Linked DNA regions of Mus musculus: region 2 is linked to region 1. Evidence: chromatin contacts called from public Hi-C data. All regions are on one chromosome and are shown on one strand. Each heading gives the region's core, a stretch centred on a gene start, on an enhancer-like site or on the middle of the called end of the contact. The rest is flanking DNA. Distances are from core to core; before and after follow the strand shown. Region 1 overlaps Stx2 (syntaxin 2). Region 2 holds the start of Ran (RAN, member RAS oncogene family).

Region 1 (7,565 bases), core at 3,672-6,171:
GTAGTGCACAAACGTACACGTAGGCATCACACTCATACACATAAGTTTTTTTTTTTTTAAAGAAAGACAAATATCACATATTCTCTCTCACTGATGGGCCCTTGGTCTTACATAAATACATAAAATCTTGTGGTGTACAGATGACATGGACATTCAAAGGGAAGCTGTCTCGAACAAAGGGGCTTATGGGAGGGGGGAGGGGAGGGGAGACGGGGGTAAGAAGTATACACTCCAGAACCTTATATATGCTTGCATGGAAATGATGCATGTAGGCAAGTATAATTAAACTAAAATTTTCAGACAACAGAAATGAAGGGACTAGAAACATGGCTCCGTGGTTAATTGCAGGTACTGTTCTTACGGAAAACCCAAGTTTAGTTCCCAGTATAACCTGCTGTAACTCCACCTCCAGGGGAGCTGCTGCCCTCTTCTGGCCTCTGTGGGTACTGCGCGCGCACATACACACACACACACACACACACACACACACACAGAGAGAGAGAGAGAGAGAGAGAGAGAGAGAGAGAGAACGAGAACATATTTTTAAAAGGTGGAAACATCAATCGCACTGACCCAGTCAGTGCCTGTTGTACCCCATGTGCTAAAATATCTCATAGTACTCCATAAATAGTTAATACATGTTGATCGAACACCTTACATATGTTTAACAGAAGATGACAATGGCCCTGGTCTGATCGGGTCACACTGTATACATAAACTATCATCATCATCTGTCATCTCTTAAGTATATAGAGCAAGGAGCTCGGTGGTTAAAAGCACTGGGTACTCTTCCACATGGTGGTCACAATCTCCCATAACTCCAGACCCAGAGGTCCCAACGCCCTCTTCTGGTTTCTATGGGCACCAGGCACAAACACAGTACACAAACATACACGTAGACAAAACACAGATGCACATAAAAAAAATTAAAACCATGTTCAGCAAGCATCGTATCAACTTTAATTTTCTAGGTGCAACTGTAAAGTTGCAGTGAGCCTGCTGCAGAGTGGACCCATCTCGGGGCAGAGTTGATGGTTTGGTGCAGTAACCACTGAGCCATCCCCAGAACCCAGGTCACATCCTGCCCTCCTGCAGTCAGATCCCGGCCTGCTTCCTTCCTCCCCTGTCAGGGACTCCACATAGATGACTTCAGGCTGTCCTTGGTGTCTGTCTTCTGTCAGGGCTTGGAGGTTCACTGCACGGTGGAGTGAAGCAGTGGCCCACTGCCTCACACTGCTGGGAGGACCTCACCCTGGGGTCTATTGTATCTTCTGTCTACCATGTTTGTCACAGTTGCTTTTTCTTATCTGAGGGATGCTGCTGGAGCCATGTTCTCATAAATCGGTGGTTCTCAACCATCCGAATGCTGCAACCCTTTAATGCAGCTCCTCATGCTGTGGAGACCCCCCCCACCATGACCATAAAATTATTTTTGTTACTTCATAACTGTCATTTTGCTACTGATATGAACTGCAATGTAAATGTATGTGTTTTTTAAAGGTCTTAGGGGATACACGTGAAAAGGTTATTCGACCCTCAAATAGGTCATGCTAAGAACTGCTGGTGTAAATGGTTTTTTGTTTTTGTTGTTCTCTTGGACAACCTGAGTGTAAATTTTCTGGGTTAGAAGACAACTTGGCTTCTTTTTAAAAGCTTTCATTTTTATTTGATGTGTATGAGTGTTTACCTACACATACGTGACTATGTCACATGGATGTCTGATGTCCATGAAGGCCAGAATTGGACCCCCTGGAACAGGAGTTACAGATGGCTGTGAATGCAGTGTGGGTGCTGGGAACTGAATCCAGGTCCTCTGGAAGAGGAGCCAGTGCTCCTAACCACTGAACCATTTCTCCCTGCTGCTTGGCCTGACTTTTTAAGGACTCACCGAGCTGTTTTCTGCAATTCCCACCCTGGAAAACTTCCCACTGATGGAGTCAGGCCTCCCATGTCTTCCCCACTTCTCCAAAAAGCTCTTACCTTCTACCTTATTGTGGTTCTGAGATGAAGCATTCCCCAAAGGTCTCATGTGTGGAAGGCTTGGTCTCAACAGTGAGGTGAGCACAAGAATGTTAGCTTTATCTGTGGGCTACTGGGAGGAAGCGGGCCTCCCTTGGTTCCTTTTCTATTGCTGTGAGAAACACCACGGCCACAAGCAATGAGAGGAGGAAAGGGTTTATTCAACTTACAGCTCGAAGTCCACCACTGAGCCAAGCCAGGAACTCAAGGCAGGAACCTGGAGGCACAAACTGAAGCAGAGGGATGCTGCTTACTGGCTTGCTCCCCTGCTTGCTTATAGCACTCAGGACCACTAGCACGGAGATGGCTCCGCCCACAGTGGGCGGAGCCCTCCCCGCATCAATCAGCAGTCAAGAAACCGACCACAGGTTTACACACAGGTTAATCTTATGGAGGCATTTTCTCCATTAGGTTTCCTTCCTCTCAGATGATTCTAGCTTGTGTCAAGTTTAAAAAAAAAAAAAACAACAACAAAAACAAAAAACAAAAACAACAACAACAAAAAAAAAAACTAGCTAGCACAAGGTCCCGTGTGGGGTGGGTGTGGGGAGTGGGGTGTCTCTGTAGGGTTATTCTATCCCTGGTCCTTTTCCATATCTCTCTGCTTTCTGACTGTCACACTTTCTAGTTACCTCTGTCCCAAAGCGATGGAGCCAGGCCAATAGTGCCAAAACCTCAGAAACTGGAAGCCAAAATAAACCCTTCCTCGGTTGTTCTCCATGTATTTTAAAAAGGAAAAAAAAAATCCCTTTAACACACCCCTCTTCTGAACAGAGCTCATTTCATTGGCTTTTCCCGGATTTAGATGCCAGAGTCCTGCTTAAACGGTACCTCTATACTTGCCCACACTTGAACGAAGCAGTTGAGTCATTGCATTAAATCAGCGGTAGCATTTAACGGCAAGGACATGAGCAGGTACTGGAGATGGTGGCTCCTATTCTGAGCCTTAATCATTTTTATGTATCGGACAGTGTGCCCTATATAGCACAGAGGGCACGGTGAGCAATGCTGCCACCTGCTGGTCAGAACGGATAGTACATGAGTGACTCCGGTGTGGAGGGCAGAGACAGCCCTAGGAAGAAATGGAAAACGGTGTGTGGGGGTAGGGGTGAGGTGCGGGGAGGGGTGTCTATGAGAGTACAGGCCATGTTAGGCCTCTCTGAGCAGGTGGCCTTAAGGCTAAGGCCCCAGACTAGTGTGGGAGTGAGCCACGTGGGTGTCTCGGGGAGAGAATTCCATCCCGGAGCTTAAATCCGGCCAAAGACATTCAAAGCAAATCATCTTCCAGCACCAATTACAGCCTCTGGAAACCCAGGGTATGACAGCTACTCGGCCTGGGAGATGTGACCGAGGCTTTGCCCATGTCACACATGGCCTTCAAAAATAATGTCTGTCCCCAAACTGGAGAGATCCACTCTTCGGCAGTAAGAGCACTGGCTGCTCCTCCAGAGGACCCAGGTTCTACTCCCAGCGCCCACACAAAGGCTGAGGTAACTCCAGCTCCACTGGTTGTGAGGCTCTTCTGACCTCTTCAAGCACTGCATGCAGATGCGACACAGACATACATGCAGACGAAACACTCGTACATACAAAATAAAGTTTAAAAAAAGTTATGTCCCAGCAGGATTCCATATGGGGCTCGGATGACTCTCCAGTGGGAAAGGATGCTACTGATGTAGGTAGCTTGGGCGGGACCACAGACCTGATGTCATAGCCGGAGGCTCCTGCCTGGTTTAGCATCTGCCTTCATCTTGACCTCTCTGCTCTTCTGTGGCTCTACTTTTGGCTCTGGTTGTAGGGTTAAGTTGACCAGAGAAGTCAATGCAGTCGACTGTGAGCGGTTACTGGGAAACTTCTGCAGGGCACAGAAGGCACAGCTGGGTGGGAGGGCAGAGGGGTGAGGTCCCGAGACACTCAGGAATGGGTCCCTGGCGCTGGACCTTGGCCTCAGGGTTTGGGGGGGAGGCTCTGCTGAACTATCCCACAGGCTGCAAGGCTGGTGGCTAGGAAGGTGTTGGGCATCCGTGATTGTAAAGCCAGCATCACTAAACCAATTGCTTCTAAAGCCAGTCACTGGGGTCAACTACACTGAAGCAGGAAGAGAAGAGAGAATTGAAGCTAACAAAGGAAGCCAAGTGGGAAGTGGAAGTTAGACAAGACCGGAAATGGTGCAGGGTGGGAAGTTAAGCAGGGCAGGAAGTAAAGTGGAACCAGAGCAGGAAGTAAAGAAAGACCAGGAAGCAAGGTAGAATGGGAAGGAAAGACCAGGAAGCAGTGTAGGGCAGGAAGCAGAGACTAAGTGTCCAGCACCCTCTGTCCTGTTCATAGTTGTCACTGGCATACTCAGGAAGCTCACAAGGGGTCCTCTCTGTTCCTCTTCAGCAATCACACTGCCCAACATCATAGTCGGGGCAATCAATGTCTTTTAACGGTGAACGAACCAATGGGAGTCCGAAGCGATAGCCAGCCCCTGGACCCCTCATCTTCCACCGAACACATTCAAGGTGTCTCTCTCCTGACCTCTGCTGCCCAACACTGACACAGCCTTCTCCCGTGTGACTGAGCCCCCGTCAGGCATGTCCCCACCTTTCCCCATGCTGCCTTAGCCTGTGGCACCCCACCCCAGAAACCCACAGCACCACACCCCTTCACCCATTTCCTTTCTTCTCTGAACAGTCCAAATTCAACATACCAACACCTCTGAGATCTGTGGCTCCCGGCCCTCCTCTGGACCCCACGGTGCCCTAACTTGGGTGGTTTCTTCTGCTCCCCAGCATGGTGGGCCTGCCAGGCTCACAGTTGCTGCTGTGTGGGTATTTGGGGAGCAAGAGCTGCTTGCTTCACGAAAGGGGGAAGGGAGACCTGTGCTTGTCTTCAGAGTAGAGCGTTGTTGTGTGTGTGTGTGTGTGTGTGTGTGTGTGTGTGTATTACACAGCACACTGAAGTCAGTGGTGCCTTAGTGAGGAAGCCAAGTCTGTCACACCTGTCTAGGTGGAAGGGGACAGAAAACTCTGGTCTATGAAACAGAGTGCTGAGCTCGCACCGTTCCCTTCTTTCTATGCCTGGCCCGAGAGAGGACATGCCCCTGCAGAGGGTCTGGGGCCAAGCTAAGGAGCATTTTGATAAAACAGAAAGGTGGGGTAAGGTCACTGTGACTTAACTCCAGGTCCCCAGCACACAGAGGGATCTAGACTTCACTGTGCCTGTATCTAGGCCCTAAACTTGTGTGGTTCTCCTCCAGTGACCAGGCTGAGGGTGAGACTCCTGGCCTCTCACCCATGACATATACCCTCCAGTCAGGGTCTATTCTAGGGGAAATAAATGTCTACTGACCTCTGGTAGAGGGCCACTGAGCAACCCAAGAGAGGATCCCATTCAAATGCCCTTGGTGAAATAGTGAATTTACCATGCTCACTAATGTGTATCACTCTTGAGCACGCAGCCTGTTGCATAAAAACTCAGGACAAGTTGCACCACATAGCAGCCCTGGGGCAACGCGAAGGCAGTTCCACTACTACAGAGCCCCAGTCTCCCGTCAGCCCGTGCCCAGCCCTCCAAGCTAACAGGGCTCATTGGCAGAGGTGATCACGTCAGCTGCTCCTCTCGGGATGACAACTGACATCTCCTGCCTGGAAGACATGCCTGCATGGAAGATGTGTTTAGACTTACTGTGGTCTGTGGCTGGTTACCTATCTGGAGTGGGTAGATATTCGTTCATGTCCCCTCAGAAAGTGTCACACAATGGGCTCTTACGCAACCGTGATCTCCCCAAATTCCCTGCTACAATGAGGAGGCACAAACGATTTCTTGTTTGCATCTCTGAGAACTTTTTAATGTAAACACAAAATATTTGAAGAAATGCTTGGAAAAGGTAACAAGGGAATCTGTAAATATATTTTTAAATAGGCTATGAAGTCAGCAGAGAGATGTATCTGGAGTGCTGACTCAGTCACCCACACACCCCTGATTCACTGGAAATCCAGATTCAGCTGCCTGCCTGGTCGAGAGGTCTCCTGAGCGCTCTGCGAGCACACTGCAGGCCAAGGGCTCAGGCTGGACTGGAGGGACACCTGGCTGTGGGTGGTGGGAGCCTGGGTGGTACGCATGGTCTCTGCAGCTAAATCCGATGGCACTGACTGATGCAGAGAGGGTGAGCTGCAAAGGCCCAGGTTCATCTTCAGAGCTCCCAGGCAGGAAGTGTGAGCTCCCAGGCAGGAAGGGTGAGCTCCCAGGCAGGAAGTGTGAGCTCCCAGGAAGGAAGTGTGAGCTCCCAGACAGGAAGTGTGAGCTCCCAGGCAAGAAGGGTGAGCTCCCAGACAGGAAGTGTGAGCTTCCAGGCAGGAAGGGTGAGCTCCCAGTTAGGAAGGGTGAGCTATCAGCCAGGAGTGGCTGCACTACAGGCTAACTCTAGACCAGGACCCACAGCCCAGCCTGCTGCAGTAGCTCTCGGCACATGGGGTGTCAGACCAGGAGGTGTGAGGAGGTGACAGTGTGGCACACTCACCACTGAAAGGATCATGGTTTTTAGATAGTTCAGTAGCACTTGCTCACACTTGGTGTTCTGACCCGGCATGGCTACATCATATCCCACCAAGTGAGGCTGGGGTAGAGTGAGCACTCATCACAGTCAGCAGTTGGCAGAGTTCACTAGTCATGGTATCCTTCACATACTTGGTCGCTGGGCCATCTATTCACAAGTGTAAACCAGTGCACAGCTTTATCCCACACTTCATGGTTTCTTAGGAACTCTGGGCACTCGTGGGTGTTGGGCTGAGGACCTGGTCCTTCAGGTGCCATCCAGGAGTGGCTATGTACCCGGGACCATTCTCTTGAGTTTAGTGAGCACCAAGTTTGCTCCATCGTCACTGTCGCCTTGCCTTGAGACTCCATCAGCTCACATGAACAAGGAAGAGTAACATGAGTGCGGCATGTGACTGCTTGTCCCCTCCGTGAGCTAACGTTCAAGGCTCTTCAGACCCTCACACTTCCTAGTCAGGGTCACCAGAAGGCACTATAGAAGGGCCCTGAGGGGCTGTAAGGCAGTGTTCATGCTTGCCCGGGGCTGGCCCATTGTCCTTCACAAGGCAGTGTCTAGCTTAGAAAGGGAGTTTAGATGTTAATAGATTAAGGAACTTAACTTACAGATGCCTTACAAAACAGTTCTGTGATGATTCTGCAAACAAGACATGAACAGAGATCAGGCCTGGCACGAAGTCTCTTCGTCAGCACTGCCAGCTGAGCGCAGAGCACACCCTAATTACACACAACATACATTTTTAACACTGACATTGTCTTTAAAAATTAGGCTTTTTCAATCATTCCTATTTCAAAGCTACCAAGGCAAGGCCACTGTTGTGAAATCTCTGTGGTGTCCTTGAGAGAGACCCAGGCTCTCTGGGCTGGCATGTCGCATCCACTGGGCTCGCGGTGTTTCATGGTACGAAACCTCTGCGGTGCTTTCTTCTTCATCACCAATAAAAACCTCAGTGCTCGGCGCTAGCCCTGGAGTCTGAGGTTCACTCGTGGAAGGACAGGATGCTGACTAA
Region 2 (7,565 bases), core at 3,600-6,099, 36 kb after region 1:
TGTAATAAGTTTAGAAAGAAGGTAGAGATATAATAATCTAATAAAATAGCTTTAAAAAAAATCACACCAAGCCAGGCAGTGGTGGTGCATGCCTTTAATCCCAGGACTCGAGAGGCAGAGGCAGGCAGATTTTTGAGTTCGAGGCCAGCCTAGTCTACAGAGTGAGTTCTAGGACAGCTAGGGCTACACAGAGAAACCCTATCTCAAAAAACCAACAAAATAAAAATAAATAAATAAATAAATAATCACGGCAACAATGTGCTGACTATGAAAGACTGGTCCCGGTATTTCCAGTTATGTGCTTTGGGAAGACGAGTAGGTGCTTTGATGATCGGGGAAAGCCTGGGTGTGAGACTGTAACTGGGCAGTATATTCAGGCTGGGCCATTCAAGGAGAGGAGCCTGTTAGGCCAGGGGGTGGGGGTTGGGGGCAGCCTTTAGACAGAGAGTAAGTGCAAAGGCCTTGGAACAAGAGCAAGCTTGGCTGCAATAAGACTCAGAAAGGTCATGAAGGCCTCCAAAGAGTAACGGGGAGAGAAGAGGAACAGGGGAGGAGGGAGGAGGGAGAGACATGAGGTAGGGTACCTAGAGTGAGAAGGAATGGCTGGAGGAGGGTGTGGGGTGGGTTTATAAAGGTTGTCCTGTGCCTTTAAAGTCTTTTATTTTATTTATTTATTTATTTATTTATTTATTTATTTATTTATTATATGTAAGTACACTGTAGCTGTCTTCAGATACCCCAGAAGAGGGCATCAGATCTCACTGTGGATGGTTGTGAGCCACCATGTGGTTGCTGGGATTTGAACTCAGGACCTTTGGAAGAGCAGTCAGTGCTCTTACCCGCTGAGCCATCCAGCCTGCCTTTGAAGTTTTGATGGTGGTCACACCAGTACTCCTATGGTATTACTATTCAAGCTGCACGTCCAGAAGTTAATTACAAGGACATATTGGACACCATCCAGATGGAGGTTCTGTCAGCTTTCGGCTGCCATCCAACCTATGCCTGGAGATATCACCCTGTGGTAAGAAAGCTTTGAAGCTTTGACACTCACGGGTTTAAAGGATTCAGCCTGGGGTCAGTTAGCTAGTCCATTGCGTTGGGCCTGTGGGCAGGCAACAAATCATGGCAGGAACATAGGATAGAAAAAAAAACCAACCAACCAAACAAACAAACAAACAAAAAACAGAACAAGCAGAACTAAAAAAAAAAAACCTTAGCTCATGGCGAGAAAGAGAAAGAGAAAGAGAAAGAGAAAGAGAAAGAGAAAGAGAAAGAGAAAGAGGAAGAGAAAGAGAGAAAGAGAAAGAGACTAGGGCCCCATAGTTCCTGTGAAGTGTGTAACTCCCACAACCTCAAGCCCCTCTCTAGGCAACATAGTATCTTAATATCTCCACCACATCTCCTTATTGCCAGGCCGAGGTGAAGCCTTTAACACAGGGCCTATGAGGGACACTCTATATTCAAGCAACAGCAGGGATGTCCTGCAAAATGAGTGATCCAACATATACCCTGCAGGTGTCAAGGGACTGCTTAGATTCAAAGACACAAGGGGACCTGAGGACCAAAGCAACAGGGAACTCTGGGATGGGTCCCAGACATGGTGTTGATGTCACAAATGGGATTAAGTTCTAAAGATTAGGAAACAAAATAAAAAATGTTAAACTCAAGGTATTGGTCAGGATTCCAAAGTTGTGTAGCCAAATGACCTTAGTTTTAAAAAATACATTTGGGACTGTAGAGGTGACTCGGTCGTTAAGAGTACTACCTGCTCTTCCAGAGGACCTGGGTTCAATTCCCAGCACCTACAAGACAGCTCACAACTATTCTGTAATTCCAGTTCCATGGGATCCAACACCATCATACAGACATTCAGGCAAAACTACTAGTACATAGGAAATAAAAATAAATCATTTAGAAAAAAAGAAATACACACAAACATTGTGTACCCTACACCCTCAAACATTACAGAGGAAGTATCATACATAAACAACAGGTCTTGATTCTTAAAAAATTTTCTTAAATTGATTTCTTAAAATACACAGGTATGTATTTGTATTTATTTATTTGTGTGTGTGTGTAGCATTGTATTAGGACCTTTGGGTGGCTTAGGGGGTAAAACTGCCATGCCTGACTCCCTGAGTTCAATCCTCAGGACCCATATGATGGAAGGAGAGAACTGATCTCAGTGTTGTCCTCTGACCTATTCACGCAGTGCAAATAAACAGATGCTTAAAACAATGCACTAGTCAGGGTTCTCTAGAGGAACAGAACCAATAAAATGTGTGTGTGTGTGTGTGTGTGTGTGTGTGTGTGTGTGTGTGTGTGTTTTCAAATGGACTACAGAATATGGGTTAGGTGGCCCAACAATGGTTACCTAAATGTTGGAGAGCCTGAGGAACCAGGAACTGTTCGGTCCATAAGGCTGAATGCCTTAGGAATCCCAATGGTCCATGGTGGAAGCTGAAGATGTTGAGTTTGATGCCAGCTGAGTACAACAGCTGCAGCAATGAGAGAGACATACTCAGCAGCAGGAAGGAAGGGGAAGCAGGGTTGCTTTCTCCTAGGACCTCTCTATCTGGACCACTTAGGGAAGATGTTGCCTACCCTGGAGGAGAGTCCTCCTACCTCATTTAATGGCCTCCTGGAAATGCCCTGATGACCTATAGAGAGGCATGTCCCTTAGTTAATTCTACCTTCAATCAAGTTGACCACAGATATTAACCAACCAGATATACATGTATACCTTAAGAGGAAGAAAGTGGACAATAAGACATATGAAAGAGCAGGCGTGTTAGCAACTCCTCTTGCCCCTGTGACCAAAAATACTGGAAAGAATCAAGTGTGGAGAAAGGACTTACCTTGGTTCATGGCGGATACAGTTTATCATAGTAGGATGGTATGGCTTCGGTCTCATTCCATGGTGGTGGGAGCTCACACTACAGGATATACTCTTTAAGGCTGACACCCCACCCCCCACCCCCCAGTCACTCACTAGGTCACAAGTCTAAAACAGCATGGTTGGTGGGGGATGAAATATCCAACACAGGAGAGATCTCAAATTCAAATTATACTAAAGATTTGGGGTTTTAGAAGAAAATACAATTAGCTATTTTTCTCATCGCTAGACAAAAATACTTGATAAAAAGCAACTTTTGGCTAGTTTCTTTTTGGCTCACAATTCCAATGGTACAATTTATTACATCTGCAGAAGATGGAAGGCATAATGGTGAGAGTGTGAGGTGGCTGGTTACATTGTATCCACAGTCAGGAAGCAGAGAGACCGATGCTGGTCTCCATTTTGTTCAGTCTAGGGTACTGCCCAGGTTCAGTTAAACCTCTCTGTGAGTACAAGAGACACACCCTTCACAACCCTAAATCCAGTAGACTAACCATCACAAGCTACAATCCCTTCCGCAACAGCAACTTTCCCCCCAAGGCTGTACAAATAGCCTGTCTATAGCTGTCTCCCGACCAACACCCACACCCCCAGTACTCATACATGTTAAGTTTTAAAGTTCAGGCTAAGAATAGGTTTGCAGTTCACGTTGGATGGCAAAGAAAATGCTGTAAACCAGGCAGCAGTGGGCAGTCCAGACAGTGCTTGCAGGGAGAGCTGCGCCTATGCCCGCTTGAGTGTATTCTCTTGTTTCCCTCGGCTTCTTAGGATGAGGTTCTTTGTAAGTTCTAAGCGTGGGCCAGTTAGTAACACAAACCAGGCCACCAGATGATGCGGTTCGGCAGGCTGGTTGCCAGGACAAGTAAGTTCATGATAAGTTTTCTCGGGGAGAGGGTCACTGGTGATGTCACCACCCAGCACCAGGTGCTACATTGTATCAACAATCTACCAAACTGGAACTAGGCGGGTTGACCGTTTTTCTCCTAAACTCTGTTTGATCTCCACCTCCTGTTATATCCTCTATTGAATACAGCTCACAGCATAGCCCCTTGTAGCCGACTTGTTACATATACTCCAAAATATAGTAACTTTGTATTTATATAAATATGTAACTGACGTTCCATTAAACATACTATGTTAACGTTATGTTATAGTTTTTGTGCACACTTTCCCACCTGTCTTCTACCTAAGTTGCCCAGGCTAGCCTTGGAACCCTAAGGCCTGTGCTGGCTCCTTTTAGATTGCATAGTACAAAGTAACAGCAGGGCCCCCAAGCTCTGGTCATCAGAGATACATTTTCCATTTCCCCAGCAGCATCTGTATTTGCTGGTCAATTGCTGCTCAGGAGGGAGCCAGGGTAGGGTATCTTCTGCGAGACAGATTACTCAGACCACGCAACAGAGGAAGGGCCCTGGGATGCTGAACGCCTGGACTAACTGCATCCGGTCCCATCCTCCCAGGAAGGCCAGGCCGTGTCCATGCCGGGCACGCATGGCTGACGCAAGCCGGGCCTCGGGCGCGCGCACCCTCATTCATTCCCTCCATTCATTCTGCAGACGGCGGCCGCGCACACTTAGCGATCGCCCGCCCGCGAGATCCCCGGTGCCTGTGGACACAGGACTTGGGGACGAAGGTCGGGCGGTGCCCGCTGAGCGGCAGCGAGCGACCGAGAAGCAGCACCCGCCTTTCCCGCCCACGAGGCCCCTGGCTAGGCCGCCGCCCGCGTAACGCGCGGCCTCCCGCAGCCAGCGCATGCGCGTGGCAGCCCGCGCTCAGCGCCGGCTCCCGCGGGCCCTTCACGGTCCGCGTGCGTGCGCGTCCCCGCTCGGCCGGCCCACGTGACCCGCCGCCCCTCTCCCGCCCTGGGCGCTCCGAGGGCCCCCGGCCGAGTCGGACGGCTCCAGCGGACGTGCGCGTGCACGCGCGCCGCGTGGTTGGGCGCGGCGCCGTTGCTCCGCCCTCTCCCGGCTCCTCCCCCCCTCCGCGCGCCGGCGTCCGCTGCGTCTCCGGCATTTGAATCGCGCTTCCGCCATCTTTCCAGCTCCAGTCGGACAGGCGCGGAGACTCTTCTGGAAGGTAGCGTCGAGGCCGGGAGGGTGCGGGCGCGGGCGCGGGCGGTGACCGGAGGGTTTGGGTGTCCTTCGGGTGGGCGCGGGGCGGCGCTGGCGACGAGGCGAGGCGAGGCGGACGGGCAGCGCCCTGGGCTTTTTCAGCCCGCTTCCCTTCCCCCCACCGTCTCACGCCGCGTCCCCGCCTTCCCGCGCGCTCTTCCCGGCCGCGGCCTTTGTGGGGCGCACGTGCCGCAGCCGCTCTCTCTCCCCGCAGGATCCGCCGCGATGGCCGCCCAGGGAGAGCCGCAGGTCCAGTTCAAGGTGCGTGTGCGGCCGCACGGGGGCCCTCGGAGGGCGAGCGAGCGGGGAGGTCGGGAGGGGACGGCATGGCGGGGACCGCTCACGCCGCCGCCTCGTCTCTTGAATCTAGCTCGTCCTGGTGGGCGACGGCGGCACCGGGAAGACAACCTTCGTGAAGCGCCACTTGACGGGCGAGTTTGAGAAGAAGTATGTAGGTAGGTGCGGCCGGGGGTGCTTCACGGCAGCGAGGCCTCCGGGGGAAGGCGGCGGGCAGTGCACGGCTGACCCCTTCTGCCGCCCTGTTCCCCGCAGCCACCCTGGGCGTGGAGGTGCACCCGCTCGTCTTCCATACCAACAGAGGACCCATCAAGTTCAACGTGTGGGACACGGCCGGCCAGGAGAAGTTCGGGGGCCTGCGCGATGGCTACTACATCCAAGGTGAGGGGGGCCTTGCGGAAGTGGGCCCAGGCCCTCGGACATGTGCTTGGGGTATGAGCCGGAGAGCCAGCCGTTGCCGGGTGACTAAGGAGAGGGGACAGAAATCTCTTGGAGGGAGGCGACCTGGTTGGAGTGGATAGGAGATTTTTTTTTTCTTTTATAAGAATCGTCCGTGGTGTCGTTTGATCATATGCTGTGTCATGCTAGGCATTGATTTGGGGCAAACTGTGTGGCTTCAGAACTTAGTAGGAGACTAAGCTATTGGGAAAGCTCCCGGGTCACTTTTTGGTTTTCGAAACTTGAATTAAGGGCTACACGCAGTAGCTTACCCGTGATTATTCCCATCATTAAAATAAGTAGTGAGCATTTGCCCCAAGATACTAAACCTCTAGCCCCTCCTGGAGCCAGGCCCTCTCTCACACGTGAAACCTGCCGCCTCATGGAAACTGTACTTTTACTTTTCTCCTTGAAAGTAATCGAAAAAGCTTAGTGGGGAAAGAGTCTGTTGGTGTTTAAAGACGAATGAATATCCTTGTGATCTTACTAGCATGATGAGAAAATTCGTTCTTTGGCTTCTTCGCATGTAAAGGCAAAGGGGTGTTTATAACCGGGGTTAACTTTTTAACCAAAAAAATGGGGATGCTCACGTGCTTCCTCTTAAACTGTATCCTCACCATCCCTGCAGGGTAGGTTATAGAAACCTGGGCTCAGATTTTAGAAGACTGGTGTTTGAACTTTGATGAACTTTGATGGGCCAGCAGTTGGTAGTTAGTGATTAGGTGCCTTGAGGAGAAGAAGGTAGTTGATAGAGTGAATTGGTCTTGACTTTTGGAGTTTTCATTTGAAGAGGAATTGGAGTCAGTGTGCCATGTTTTACCATCTAACTTTTTAGTGGGGGACAGGGAGGACTTTTGAATGGAGTGGGTTGATGGGTGATCCAGAGTCAGGCCCAAGATGATGACTGAGTCCTGCAGTAGACTAAGACACTCTACTGTCTCCAATGTTTTTCAGCCCAGTGTGCCATTATAATGTTTGATGTAACCTCAAGAGTTACTTACAAGAATGTACCTAACTGGCATAGAGATCTGGTACGAGTGTGTGAAAACATCCCCATTGTATTGTGTGGCAACAAAGTGGATATTAAAGACAGGAAAGTGAAGGCAAAATCTATTGTCTTCCACCGGAAGAAGAATCTTCAGGTACGTTCTAATTTCTCGGTTCATTCTTAGAGAAGATTGTATATAAGGTACCCGTATATGTTCTATATTAAAAATTGGTCAGAGGGTTTTAATGTGGATTATAAAATGTCTTTGTTTAGAATGTCCTGGAATGGAGATTATTAATAGAATCATTAAGCATACATTCCTTTTTCTTTTAAAACAGTACTATGACATTTCTGCCAAAAGTAACTACAACTTTGAAAAGCCTTTCCTCTGGCTTGCCAGAAAGCTCATTGGAGATCCTAACTTGGAGTTTGTTGCCATGCCTGCTCTTGCCCCACCTGAGGTGGTCATGGACCCAGCTTTGGCAGCACAGTACGAGCATGATTTAGAGGTATTTGTTCTTTTTTTACAGTGTTTTGTTTTCGTGTGTGTGTGTGCACTTTGCCTAGTTTCTGCAGAGGTTGGCATTGGATCTGCCCAGACATGTGGGGTGCTAGGAATCAAGCTCCGGTCATTAGAAGAGCTGGCTGTGCGCACTTAACCAGTCCTGGTGGTGCTCGGCCTGACTTGGTAATGGTAGTTCTGATCTGCACTGTTTTGTTTTTGTTTGTTGCTCCAGGTTGCTCAGACGACTGCTCTCCCAGATGAGGATGATGACCTGTGAGAAAGTGAAGCTGGAGCCCTGCGTCAGAAGTCTAGTTTTATAGGCAACTGTCC

Evidence for each region. Hi-C and Micro-C count contacts between places; a contact is called where the count stands out from the background.
Region 2: a Hi-C map of CD8 T cells shows a contact between it and region 1, with 2.0 times the contacts expected there. The contact joins the promoter of Ran here to the enhancer-like site in region 1. A contact is called at or near these places in 14 of 484 Hi-C or Micro-C datasets (CD8 T cells, CD8 central memory T cells, the G1E-ER4 cell line and 6 more), 6 of 115 datasets of contacts at active chromatin or transcription factors (bone marrow-derived macrophages, effector CD8 T cells and embryonic stem cells) and 2 of 9 other capture datasets (adipose tissue and liver).

What each region holds. Positions count from the first base shown.
Region 1 is chr5:128,978,735-128,986,299 of GRCm38.p6, forward strand. It overlaps Stx2 (syntaxin 2), which reads right to left. Exons shown (of 11, transcript NM_007941.3): 11 at 5,823-7,565. Among named protein-coding and RNA genes, the nearest start is that of Stx2, 26 kb to the right of the region's middle. Within about 2 kb of position 4,922, at least 17 of the 459 cell types and tissues checked have an H3K27ac peak or open chromatin away from gene starts, as enhancers often do. A contact at or near this core is called in CD8 T cells, CD8 central memory T cells, effector CD8 T cells and 1 more, where this site is marked.
Region 2 is chr5:129,015,307-129,022,871 of GRCm38.p6, forward strand. Ran (RAN, member RAS oncogene family) reads left to right here and starts at 4,850. Exons shown (of 7, transcript NM_009391.3): 1 at 4,850-4,972; 2 at 5,222-5,268; 3 at 5,378-5,462; 4 at 5,560-5,685; 5 at 6,697-6,884; 6 at 7,069-7,239; 7 at 7,468-7,565. The coding sequence starts at 5,233. The coding sequence ends at 7,512.